2 separate regions of the Mus musculus genome follow, and region 1 is linked to region 2. The links are chromatin contacts, called in public targeted proximity ligation maps. All regions are on one chromosome and are shown on one strand. The core of a region is the stretch at or near the end of the contact, and the rest is flanking DNA. Distances in the headings are between cores, read along the strand shown.

What was found.
Region 1: a contact with region 2 is called in a targeted proximity ligation map of pancreatic cancer cells. A contact is called at or near these places in 3 of 39 promoter capture datasets (liver, pre-B cells and stem cell-derived epiblast-like cells) and 1 of 130 datasets of targeted methods (pancreatic cancer cells).

What each region holds. Positions count from the first base shown.
Region 1 is chr15:58,773,796-58,780,635 of GRCm38.p6, reverse strand. No RefSeq gene overlaps it. Among named protein-coding and RNA genes, the nearest start is that of Gm41329, 17 kb to the right of the region's middle.
Region 2 is chr15:58,361,330-58,368,531 of GRCm38.p6, reverse strand. Anxa13 (annexin A13) reads left to right here. Exons shown (of 8, transcript NM_027211.2): 2 at 4,384-4,462. Among named protein-coding and RNA genes, the nearest start is that of Anxa13, 24 kb to the left of the region's middle.

The DNA of each region.
Region 1 (6,840 bases), core at 1,831-4,330, 410 kb before region 2:
GTGCTTGTCTCCTTTTCCTTGTTTTCTTTTCCCGAACCTCAGGACGACAGAAGTAGTTTTTAGGATACATTTTATGTTCCATGCTGTGACTTTAAAAACATGCCAATCAAACATCCTCTCTTTTCTTCTCCATTCCTACTTGAGGGGAGAATAAATACAAGTTAAGTAGTTTATTTCACTAACGTGTTTGACGGTTCTTTCTTCTACATTGACTCAGAGAAGGAGCCCACATTTCAAAAGAAAAAGATTAGCTGGGTTTGAAATGTCAGGTCTGAGGGAGAGGTGTCTGCCCTCTGCTCACTGGCTCCTGGGCTCTGAATGGAAACTGGCCTTTTCTAGGCGCTCAGTGGCTCCTTGTCTGAAGTACTAGAGTGCTGACTGGCTCATCAGGGTGCCCTTTGGATACCTCTGTATCCATCCTAACAGATTGTCTCCTTTCCTGTCTCACATTCTCCGCCACTTCTGACCTTTACACATCTTGCTTCTGGCAGGCTGGTGACTTTACAGGCCGTTCTCTGGGCCAGTTTTTATTACAGGTAATCAAAGGCGGAATGAGACATGCACTCTGTATGTGCATTCTCTATTTGCAAATCGATTTCAAGGGCCGGGCGTGGTGGCGCATGCTTTTAATCATAGCACTTGGGAGGCTCCAGAGTTCAAGGCCAGCATGCGCATCTAGTTTCAAGCCAGCCAGGGATACACAGTGAGACCCTCTTTTTAAGAAAATAAATTCTCTTGGCTTATTCTCTGTGCATGTGTGTTAGAACTAATGACTACAGTAATCTCATTTTCCCCTGATGCTTCACTCCAATGCTGTTTATTTACAGTTTTGAAACTCTCTGCCCGTTCCCCTCCCCTTCCCCCATTTCCTTAGTATTGTGCTATTTCTCCACTTTGGGGCTTAACGGCACGTGTGTTTTCATAAGAGAACAGCTTTGTGGTTATGTCTTAAATTCAGTATCACAAACCAAAGATTTTAAGTGTCTTGTTTTCAAGATGCCTTTATTCTACAAACATTTGACGTTCGCCAAATGGCTTTTATGTAATACTGTGTTAGAGATGCAACTAACATATTATAAAATTAATTTGTTCATTTAGTATAACTACAAACCAACTAAGTGTTTACATACGTGATACATACTTTATGGAAATTATTTTTCAGAAGCTAGTGAGGAGAAAAGAGTTTTACAGTTTTTCCAAATGTCTTTAATGTCTAGGTTACTAGAAGCAGCTGGATTCTCACCCGTTTTGATCTGTTTGCTATTGTTCTGCTTGGAGAAAATAAAACCTCACACAGATCCCTGGTTGCAAAGGGAGGGAATATATATTAGTGGCCTTTTGTTTGACAGTATCTTTGAGTTCAAGCTATAAGCTCATGGCAGTGAGGAACACAGTGTCGGCTTAAGCCCTGCTTGGAACTAGGTTTGTTCCACACTATACTCTGCCCACTGGCTCCTTCACTCCCTCTCTCCCTTCTTTCCCCCAACTTCCACTTCACCCTCTCTCCTTCCCTCTTTCCTCTCCCTTTCCCCTTCTCCTATTTTCCACTCCTATCTAGTTGTGTTTCCCAGGTTGATCTCAAATTCCTAGGCTCCAGGCACCCTGCTCACCCTCTGCAGCTACAGGCACATCATTCCTTTTGCTCTGTCAGTGACCATACCATAGTGGAAAAAGGAATAATGCCTTAATGTATTAGGAAAAATGTTTTGAACACACAAACTACTTTAATACAAACACTGAAACTCTGCAGATCACACCTCCAATTTGAGAACTGTGGTTTGAACCATCCTGATTACATTAGCTCCAGGTACAGATATTGAAATCCCAGGATAACAATACCAGAAACGAGGCAGAAACTTGTGTCCTGTATAATAACATTATCACAGCATGTTGTTCAGACCTGGTAAAGGGGTTACACTTCAGAAAATGGTTAGAGACCTAGAGTCCTGTTGTTTCAAGTATAAATTTTATACTTAAAAGTCAATGCATGGTCTAAAATGGTTGGTTGAGTCCCATCAGTTATATCCACATCCTGCACAGGAAGAAGGAATTAAAAAAAGGTAAATGGCTCAAAGTGACTTAAATCACTATGTGACACGTCTCTCAAATTTCTACCTAGAAGCTTACAGTTGTCTCCATTCTGAGTGACCAAGTCTGTAGCAAGAAATGAGAAGGATGTCTGAGGAGGCAGCTGTCTCTCACAATCTGTCACTTTGGCTACCACATATTCATACCTCACCTGTCCCCTCAGTGTGAAGATACCCATCTGGGAGAAGGCTCAAGTTCCTGAGCAGTGACTGTTGATCAAGAACAGCAGCATCCTGTCCTGTCTTTAAGTGACACTTTGGTATCAGATAACCTATACATGGAAAACACCTGATCCAACACACGTAGCATGTGCCAACCATTTCCATTCAGGCAGAGAAAGAGTTGGGATACAGTGGTCAGTAGTTCTTGCAATGATCATTACCCAGCAAAAATCCATCCTGGCCATCCAGCGGAAAATGTGGCTGAAGACTAGGGCTCACCTATTTGAAGAATTTGACAAAGGGAAGCCTAAGATGAGTGGGCATCCGTGAGCTGAGCTAGCTAGCTTCTGTAGCTGCCTTCAGCCTAGAGGCTGACATTCTACTTGGTGGGCGATTTGGCCTCTGTAGTTTTAAAAGCTCTCTACAAGAGTACAGAACCCAAGAGAGCTTTGGGTTCTCAAACTGTGGCTTTCCCTTGGAAACTCTGGGAAATGGGCCCTGTTTAGGATGGAAAGGAAAAAGCAGAAGGCTTCACAGAAAAGATTAGAACTGAGGAGCCAACAGAAGGAGGGGTCTGAAGGTGATCATCAGAAAATAGGATAAAGAGAAAAACCAAAGGTGCACCGAGGTGTATGCCCCCAAATGTTTCCGCATACACACTGAAGATGCTGGGTCCGAATCCCTGGAACTTGAGAGGCTGCTGTATAACGGGTTTGCATGCGGCATTAAGGATGTGGATAATTCAGTACCCAGTATAGGAAAAAGGGAGTGACTCCCAGCTCTGTTAATATCTTTGAGGATGGAGGAAAGAGGCCATGATCCAAGGAATTTGGACCACCTCCAGAGGCTGAGTCAGTAAGAAAACAGAGAATTTATATCCCCAGCTTCCTGCACGAGCAGGGAAATGGGCTCCCCTCTAGAAACTCCAGAAAGTGACAAAGCCCCTGGCACTTTGATTTTGTCTTTGTGAGACCCAGTGCTGAGAGATTAGCCAGGCCCACAAGACTTCTGACCTACAAGCCATGAGTTAATGCATTTGTGATCTGTGATACTTCATTATGGAAGAAGTAGTACTGATAGAGCACATACTTGAACTCCTTCATTTTCTGTTCTTCCCCCTAGCTAGTTATATTCTGCCAAATAATTCTTTGACACTGCTTGTGCCCCAATTGGTCCCTTGTGTTCTGTATACAGTTTAAGGCCAACTTGCAGATACCAGCCAGCCTGTTGCAGCATAAAACCCAGCAAACCAACAAGATCATACTGGCACATCTCAATTGCACTGTTTCCCAACTCAGTTTGGGAAGATGCATTTTCAACAACTCTTCTCTGTGTGTGTAATTCATCCTCCATCTTGAATCCAACAGCAGTTCATAGATTTTTGTGTGTGTGTAAAACCAGCTCTCTAGTTTCTTCTGGCTCATTGTTTCTTCTAGGTCTTTTCTTTCTGGATATTTACTGTCCTTGTCACGTATAAATAGCATTTAATTGTTTTCTATGTACAGCTTCTGTATAGGTTTTGTTTGCTCAAGCTGCTTATTTATGTAGTCATTTGCCTGTGTGGTCTTTTCTGTTTCTGACTTGGGTAGTCACCTGTCCGCCTGGTTGTGAGAGGTTGATTCTCCTATGCTGAGATGCTGTGCTTGGCTTAGGATTTTGCTGGAGATCATCAACACAGCGTGGGCAGTGCCTCTTCCTTCAGCTTTTGAGCAGGAGCGTCAAGAGTGGAAATTTTCATAGTTTCTTAAAAAAAAAAAATTGCCTTTTTTTTTTTTAATAGATGTTTCTTACCGGAGTAACAATTTCTGTCCTATCTGGTAGGATGTCTGTTTTTTAATCATAAATGTGTACTGGATTTTACAAACTGCTTTTTCTTCACCGAAGCAATCAACTGACTGTTTTGTTTTTTTTTTTTAAACTTCATTTCATTTTTGAGACAGGGTTTGCCTACTCTGTCCTTGAACTTGCTTCTGTCCCTGCTTCCTCCTGCCTGATGCTGGAATTATAGCCGTGTACCACCATGCTGGGGCCAAGATAGCTTCCTTTTCTCTTCTAAGACTTTGTTTCATGCCTCCCAGGGTGACCTGGAGTGAACTCCCTTTGTGACTGAGGCCAGCCTCGAATTCCTGACCCTCCAGGCTCCACCTTGTAAATGTGATGATTATAGGCACGCGTCCCTACCACACCTGGCCTAGAAAGCGCTTCAGCACCTGTAATCGCTCGTTCCCTTTACCCCTGTCGGGTCTACTCTTCAGTTTCGCAGGTCCCAAAGACAAGCAAAGTTAAGGGTGCAGGAGAAATGAAATTCCTTAACCTGGCAACTGCTTGGCTTTCCTGGTTACTGAAGTCTAGAAACTTCAAGAGAACGGCTCCAGCCCAGGCTGCTCTAAGAGCGTCTCCACAGGGACATTCCTTTCTGAGAGCCAAGGCATTTGTGCCCTCAAGTTTAACTGCATTAGCCCTCCTGTCTCTCTCCTTAAATCTAAAGAGATTACAATTCATAAAAGCCTTGAGGATTCAGGTTAGAAAATGAGGTTCTTTAGAGAAATTAACCAACCAGCTCAGAGAGGTTACTTGATTCTAAAGTTGGTTTCATATTTGAATAATGTTGTAATTTGCATCTCGGGAACTGTATAACCTCAGAAGTCATGTGTTATATCATCTAGTGTGACAAGGACTGGAAGTTTGAGTGTGCCAGAGGCCAAAGGGCCAGCCAAGGCTACAAAAAAACTAACCCTGGATCTTACTGTTAATAAAAAGCTTTGGATTTAGCCGGGCGTGGTGGTGCATGCCTTTAATCCCAGCACTCGGGAGGCAGAGGCAGGTGGATTTCTGAGTTCAAGGCCAGCCTGGTCTACAAAGTGAGTTCCAGGACAGCCAAGGCTATAAAGAGAAACCCTGTCTCGGAAAAAAAAAAAAAAACCAAACAAAAAAAAGCTTTGGATTTTGAAAAAATAAGTATACTTCTTGAATTATTCCAATTTAGGAAATTATATATAAAGGCCAATTTCCAAGGACAAGATGTCAGATTGGTGGGTTTTCGTTGTTGTTTGGTTGGTTGGTTTTGGTTTTGACTTTTTGTGACAGTCTCTGTGTATCCCTGGCTGTCCTGGAACTCTTACTCCGTAGACCAGGCTGGCCTCGGACTCAGAGATCCGTCTGCCTCTGCCTCCCGAGTGCTGAGATTACAGACTTGCACCACCACTGCCAGGTCAAGACATCAGTTTTAACGAGTGTTAAGTCTCCATGGCTTCTATGTAGTTCATGCTATGCCCTGTGCTCCTGAATGTGAGAAGGTCTTCTTAGTTACTCCATTTCTTCTGTCCTTGGTAACTATGGTGATGCCACATGATAGATAGCTCATCCCTCTCTCTCTGAGAAGGAGCTGGGCCCCTGCTGTGAGCTCCCTGAAATCTGTCCATCCACAGAGAAATGGGTTATTTCATAATTTCCATAGAAGACATTTGCCTCTGCAAAGGAAGACATTTAAAAAGTTAGTGTCAGCACAAAACTCAAAGTTTTGAAGGCTTGATATCTTAATTACTGTTCTATTGTGGTGAAGAAATACTACGTTGAAGGCACATTTTCAAGGAGGACATTTAACTAGGGGCTTGCTTACAGTTTCAGAGAGTTAGACTATGGATAGTACGACAAGGAACATGGTGACAGGCAGGCAGTCTGGCATGGCACTGGGGCAGTAGCTTAGAGCTTTAGATCTTGATCTGAGGGTAGCAGGCAGAAAGAGAAAGAGGAGGAGTTGAAACCTGAGAACCCACTCCCAGCAACACACCTCCCCTAACAAGGCTGTGACTCCCAGATTTCCTAACCAGGTCTTCAACTGGGGGAAAAGCATGCACTGTGTGAGCCTGTGCGAGCTGTTCTCATTCAAACCACCACACCTGTCTATAGAGAATTACAGACCCATTAGTCATAGTCAGATTGTATACCATTGATCAGTCTTCAGTGGTCTTCAGAGTCTTCCTCTCAGTCTAGGATGGGAGTCATTGTTGCTAGGAGACCTGGCACCATTCTGTTCCATAGGAGGCTTTCTGAAAACATGCTAATAGTACTTGTCTTTTGTCATATGGTTCTAGGCTGGTCTGTAGGTGTAAAACTTGTATGCGAGACCAAGCTTTCCAAGTTCTAGGGAAGCCTCTCTTGTAAAACTGCATACCTCTCACAGGGCTGTGAGCCTGGTTAAGTGTGTGGCCCATGGAGAGTGGCCACATTTGGTATATGGTATAGAACAGGCACTAGGTACCTGGTCCATGGGAGTAGTAACTCTTAGACACCTTCTTTTCCTTTCAATTTGATAGTAAATGTTTGGAAAAAAATATGGCTGATAGTTTTAAGGAGAAGAACAAGGAGTAAAACCATTCCATGTCCTACCTCTTTAGGGACTTGTCGTATGATTCCATTGTACTGAAATCTCAGTCCATCCAACTGAGATTTGGTGAAATCTTTGCTGAAAGTCAAGTGTCATCCAAAGGAGCCAGATCAAACACACTTTTAAAGTTATTGGTGTCATTGTGACCCTTGCACACAGCTGCACTTGTGACCCTTGCACACAGCTGCACTTGTGACCCTTGCA
Region 2 (7,202 bases), core at 3,657-6,156:
AAGAACCAGGGACTCCACCATGAGTGCTCTGTAACAGAGGGACACTGAATGCTGGCATGAAGCAATGGTGTGGTACAAAGCTGGCATTTGAAGTGTGGTCTCATGCCACTCGGGCCTCGCACGATAGCCACGATTGGCATTTTACAGATCAGGGCACCGATTCAGGTGAAGAGCCAAGTGGCAGAATCACACCTGAGGCGGAATTCCTGTGGCTCAGAGCCCAGGCCTCCACATTGATTATTAAGGGCATTCAATCTCTTGTGCCATCTTTGTTTCCTGAGTTTCACTGGGTGCCAGGGCTGCTCAAGTCAAACACATCAACGCAAAGGATGTCACTCTGCCCCCATGCGCAAAGCAGGAGGAGGGTCTGTGTGCTTGCTCAAAACCTGGGGAAGGTCGTGACCCCAGGCTGGAGTCCCCTGCCACCAGCTCTACATCTGACCCCACATTCCTCCTCTATGTGGAAGTTCTGTGCCATGGCTTTGGTTTTAAGAATGAAATCTCCTTATTGGCAAACAGGAGTAGGCCCCAAAGTCAGCTACCCATTTAACAATGAACAATGTCTATGGCATGCCTGCTCCCTGTGCATTCCAGGGAAGAGCCTGTCCCAGCTCCTCTAAAAGAGCTCCAGGACATCCCAGGATCAACCACGGAGCCTCTGACAAACATAATATGCTCATTGTGGAGACAGACTCAGACACACAGAAGAAAAACCCAAACAGGCTGATCCCTCTCCCTCTCCCCCTCCCCCTCCCTCAAAATCATGACATGGGACAATTCCTTCACTCCGAGACTACAGGCCCCACTGTTACAAAGAACAAGACCTCATTCTCTTCTCAAATGGTTGGAAAGGGTAACCAGCAAGGCTAATAGTGGTTTCTACCAGGAGCCAGTGCCTTGTGTCCTTATCCTTCTCTGCCAGTGATAGTGTTTCTGATATGGACTCCACCCTACATTATATGCCAGGCATACACAATCATAAAGAAGGCCCAGAGTCTTACTCACTGTTCTATTGCTGTGAGGAGACACCACGACAATAGAACTCATAAAGGTAAGCATTATAGTTTCAGAGGTTCAGTTCATTATCATCCTGGCAGGAAGCATGGGGACATGCAGGCAGATGCTGGAGCAGTAACTGAGACCTACGTCCTGACCCCATAGGCAATGAGAAACAGAGAGACTGAGCCTGGCTTGGGCTTTTGAAACCTCAAAGTCCACACCCAATGACACACTTCCTCTAACAAGGCCTCACCTCCTGAACCTTCTCTCTCTCTCTCTCTCTCTCTCTCTCTCTCTCTCTCTCTCTCTCTCTCTGTCTTCCCTTCCTCCTTCCTTTCTTCCTTTCCTTTCTTTCTTTCCTTCTTTTTTGTTATTGTTGTTATTTTCGGTTTTTCAAGACAGGGTTTCTCTGTGTAGTTCTGCTGTCCCGGAACTCTGTAGACCAGACTGGAGTTGAACTCAAAGCTCTGCCTGCCTCTGCCTCCCGAGTGCTGGGATTAAAGGCGTGCGCCACCACTGCAGTCCCTACACCTTTTCAAATAGTGCTACTCTCTGATGACCAAACACTGAAATCTATGAGCTCGAGGACCTGGGTTCAAATCAGCATAATCTACATAACACTGGATGCAGTCACACACACCTGTAGCACTAGAGTTCCAACAGCAAGATAGGAGGCAGTAAAGGAAGCATCCAGGAAAGTTCCCAGGCTGGCTAGCCTGGTGGGTGTGCACAATGGCAAACAACAAGAGACCTTGTCTCAAACAAGATGAGAACTGACGTCCAGGGCTGACAAGATGGCAAGTCTACGCCTATACTCACATACAAGCAGGCACATGCATACACACATGCATGCTTGTGCAGCCTCAAGGGTCCCATGCTCAAAGGGCCCCATGTTTGCCTGAGCACTCTGACATCACTGTGAGGGGAATGTTTCAATTTCCAAGCATCACTTGGTAATGAGCCCTGAAAACAATATGGCAGCTCTTACCAACAAGCCTCCAAAAGCAGCACTCCTCCAACCCACGTGAGACCTTGGTGAGGAGCTTGGGAAAGCCATTCCTCTGCCTAAGCAGAAGGCCTGTGGCATAAGCGGGGTGAGGAACGTGATGGTGCATAACCTAAAGCCAGGAGTTCTTACCTACAAGACAGGCTATGAGCGCTCCGTTTTCTCTGTGGATAGCAAAGCTCTATAAATTGACTGGTGTGCAGCAGGTGTTCTAAAAATGCCAGCCCATCTCCTGGCTTGTTTCAAATAAGTACAGTTCATGTCAGGCTAGCAAGATGTTTCAGTGGATAAAAACACCTGCCACCGAGTTCGATCCTCAAGACCTACATGGTAGAAGGAGAGAACACTGCAAGTTATCCTCTCACCTCTACAGATCTACAGATACTGTTGCATGCACACACCCACAGGCATGTACAAACCAGATCAATCAATCAGTACATAAATATTATAACTTTTTTTAAGGAATTGCTTTTTTAAAACTGATGGTCCATGCCTTCATAATCCAAAAATGGTGATGGGGGGGTACCCAAGACCCCCCTCCCTACCTCTGACTTTCAGAACCTATGGTTCTCCACTCATGGAAACCTTCTTCGGACCACAGACTTAGTCAGGACACTCAGGGTCTTGAGGGCAGAAACCCAAGTCATAATCTCTTAGCTAAAGGGGAGTTTTGTGATTGTTAGGAATGAAACAGAAAGTCAAGGATCCAGATACTGCCATGACGGGATATTTTTATCCCTACCCTCCTCCTCTTCTGCCTCCTCTTCCTCCTCCCCCTTCCTCTTCCTCCTCCTCCTTTCTTGCCCACTCTCCTCTCTCCCCACTGTCTCTCGCTCTCATCTTCTCTCTTCTCTCTTCTCTCTTCTTTCTCACACTTCTCTCTGTGGCATGCAATGGACAAAATGGCCACCAACAGCTTTAACCTAAGAGCCACTAAGCTCCTCAGGACCAGTAGATGACCTCTTACAATTCTACCAGTCAACCAAGGGAAAGACTGCATTCTGAACAAATCATGATAGCCAAAGTGATGGGGCTGGTGTCCACATTGCTGATCAACGATGATGAGAACCAGGCCTCATGACTGACAGCCCCATTTGGGTCACCAAGAATGTAGGAGGGGCAAGCCACCAAAGAAATAGTGATGTGAACTAGACAAATGCTACATGGCCATTGTACTGTGTGTGGTTTGTTTTTTGCTTCCTCTGTTGCAAGTAGAGGAGGTGGAGTGAAGGGGATGTGGCCTTAAGCCAGCTTCACTGAAGGAAACACATAGACGCATCATTTGGTGAAGAAAAGCAAAGAGTTGAGAGAACTCAGGGGTCCTCCAAGCTACCAGCTTGAGAATTTGATTTGGCCTCCTACCTATACAGTTTTAATCCTGATCTGTTACTTTGATGTTTATCTGTTATGTATGCAAACATATTGTCTTTCCAGTTTAGTGCTAATGAAAGTGTCTTTTTTAAAAAAGATTTATTTATTTTACATATATGAGTACACAGTACCTGTCTCTAAACACACCAGAAGAGGGTATCGGATCCTATTACAGATGGTTGTGAGCCACCATGTGGTTGTTGGAAACTGAACTCAGGACCTCTGGAAGAGCAGTCAGTGCTCTTAACTGCTGAGCCATCTCTCCAGCCCTGAAAGTGTATTTTTAAAACAACTGAGGAAAAACAAAATTTATTGACTGAGTGAAGGAAAACCTTCACACTTAGATTATTATTATTATTATTATTATCATCATCATTATTAAAATAATAAGGAGATTGGCATGCATAAGAGAACCCATCATTTGGTGATTAAATCAAGGACTGAAACACAAGGCAGCTCAATAAATAAGCAGGACCTTTCTCTTGCAGAGAACTAAAAGCTAAAAACTACTCCCTTGTCAATTCACATAGAATCTCTGACAAACTAAATGATGTCTCTCCTGTATGGATGGCACTGATCTAGGCCAGCAAGAGAATTTAATGAGGTTCCCTCAGCTTTGACAAATCCTGCTCCTTGGATCTACTTGGCCTATCCATCATGGAGGACATATATTCCAGAGACACTGGCTTTGTTTGAGAGAAAAGGACACACAAGATGGGTTGCTATGAAAATCACTTATAGAGTTAGCCAGAGCAATCAATTGTCCTTAAGAACAGAGAAGACCCTTCTCCCATGACCACCCAAGGCCATCTGGCCCCATGGAGTACCAGCCATCTCTCTGGGGACCAAGTTTCCCCAGCTGATTTCCATAAACATCCACTCGTAGAGCGGCATCTGCCCTGTGTGTGGACAAAGGTGTGATCTTCTAGTTGGTTGTCAGATCCAGCAAAACTAACTTAAGAACAACTGTATTATCCACCTCACCCTTCGCATTATTTCCTCTCTAGGCCAAAGAGAGAAGCCATCACCACGGCTTTGATGCAGACCGAGATGCCAAAAAGCTGTACAAAGCCTGCAAAGGAATGGGTAGGAAGATCATTTTCTTCACTTATTTTATTTTGAAATTGATTAAGCTTGATGTCATAACCAACTTTCCCATAGCGACAGGAAGGTGACCTGCCTGTCATATGGATTCTGATCTCTTCCAGGGATTTATTTGAGGTCCCCAAGTTATCAAAGGGGCTCCTTACTTTTTCTTTTGAGGCTATTGGAAGCTAAACCTGTGATATTTAATTAGACCTTGAAGTTATGGGGAACTTCATTAGAAGTGAAGTTTATTCCATCTTAATCTTCTCTAAATTTCTTTGGCCTTTTCCATGGGAGGATGTGAGGAATCAGATCTGGCCAGAGCTGTATTCATGGTGAGGGAGAGGCAGCTAACAGACAAGCCCTGCTTGGCAGTGGCAGCTCCGGGGAATCAGAGGGAAAGACCAGGGGTTGTGGCTTCCTGCTCACCTCCTGCTCTGACTCATCTCTGGCTTACTCCTGGCAGACAGCTGTCAAGGGAAGGCCTTGTGTGGAAGCCTCAGGATGTTTATGCCTGAGGTTTGCTGAGTGGAAGAGAACTCCAGGGTACTTTCCAGGAAGCTGAGACGTCCCTGATGCTCTGTGGTGAGGTCCAGATACCTAGCCATGGGTTGCAGACCTGGGTTGGGTGTGGTAATGATGTAGCATGCTTAATATGAACTTCTGTTTTTTGGTTTTTTGTTTTGTTTTGTTTTGACCTAGAGTTTATTTTTAAAAACACTTGGGCTGAGTACCTACTGAGTGCCAGAATCAGAGTTCTCATGCCCCTCTTGCATGTGACCACAGAATGGAGCCAACATGCTTGTTCCTCTGTAGAGTGCCTGCGTGACCACTGTCCAGCTCAGTGTCACACATCCATCATCATTCTGCTCACTCTTCCCAGCAAGCCTGTAAAATCGATGAGATCATAAGGACTATCAGATGGGAATAAAAGGCTCGGTGTAAAACATTTGCCCCAAATCATAAAATTATGAAACAAAGGGTGAAGCTGTTAGACACTTGGCCACCTGAGAGATCTCTGACTTGGTAGAAAATATAGAATCTTGCCTCTGTGGACAAGGACACACTGAAGCAAACCTAGATCACAGACATAATTTGACTTGAAGACTTTGTATGACATCCCTGCTGGGGCAGAATTTAAAGGTCTAAAGGGAAGCTCTCCAACAGTCACAATGGTCACTTTACTACTTAAAATATTGCTTTGAGATAAGGACTTGCTTTATAGTGCAGGCTAGCCTCAATAACGGCAATCCTCCTTCCTCAGTGCTGGGATTATAGGTATGGGCCACCTCATACAGCTTTGCAAATTACGCTGCAGCTCTATGTGGTCGTGAACGTGCAAAGCAAAATCTGTTGTCAGGGGGCTTCTACCATCACTTTCTACCTTGTTTAGCCCAGGGTACCTTCAGTTTCTGAGCACCTATGTTTCAGGTGTAGACCACTTTTTACATAGGTGCCAGGGATCTGAACTCACACCCTCTTGCCTCCGCAGCAAATCATTTACTCACTGAACAATCTTCCCAGCTCTGTTTTGTTTGAAGACAGGGTAGTCTAGGCTAGCCTTGGACTTGTGTACCTGAGGCTGGCCTGAACCGATCCTACTGCCTCCATCTCCCAAGGGCTGGAGCCAAAGGCAAGTGCCGCCACACCCAATTTCACTTCAGTTTTTAAGAAGCTAAATTTTAAAAGAGAAAAATATACAAGTTATATTGTTTTGATGATACACTTTTGTTACCCCCAATTTATACAAAATATCATTTTATCTCACTATGGACATAAAATTATAGATGAAGTATTTTACATTCTAGTTTATTTTTATTTGCACTAAGCAGCCATGACAGGTTAGAAACTGAGGGGTTGGATGAAGGAGGGCTGGAAGGTCCAAGCACAGGAAAGATTAAATGTACTCCTACCCCTCACCACCAATGCAAGTCAAATTTATAATGTCCCACAATAAAATGATAGTTTGTTCCTCCAAAATGATGCAGAACTTAGATGCTAGCTAGAAGCATTTCTGTTCCCCTGGTACCTTATGATGCCCTAAGTATGTGGATGACCTGGGTCCTGGGAAACCCTACATGGTCCCCAGCCTCTCCCTAACGTGGACACTCTCAGCCTAGGCATCTCTGCTGCCCCAGTCGCAGTTCCAAAGCCCTGCACATCCATCATCTTCTGCCTAGACTTATCCTTTGGAGTGATCCCTACCAACTGACCCATCACAGAATAGGCTCCAACGAAGAGTCCATGGACCAGCAGCCTCTTAGACCTCAGAGCCACTGGAGATCATCTAATACATGGCTTCTCAAATGTTCAAAGGCATACTAGCCATCAAAGGCTCTTGGGGAGATGCGGAGCATTGCTAATAGGTCTCAGTAAGAACTCTGCAGAGCCTGGGACCACACCTTAGGGTCAAGCTCAGGTCTGCTGAGGTGTGCGGAAACTAAACTGCTCAGCCACTTCAGAGAATGCTTCTTACCTAGAGCTCAGATCCTAACTTCCAGCTCAGCACCCTTTCCCCACACTCTCTGCACACTGTGCACAGCATTCCATTGGTAACCATTAAGCCACTCCTTAACCACAATCTCAGTTCCAATTAGATCAGATCCAACTAGATCACTAAGCAGGTCCAACCTGCTCTCCATCACAAAAGGTTGAACGGAGGCAGCTAGAAGGTTTAGGCCCCCAGGATCTGGGAGAATGGCCCTGTCCTTATTTGGAAAGGGGGTCTTTGCAGATGTGA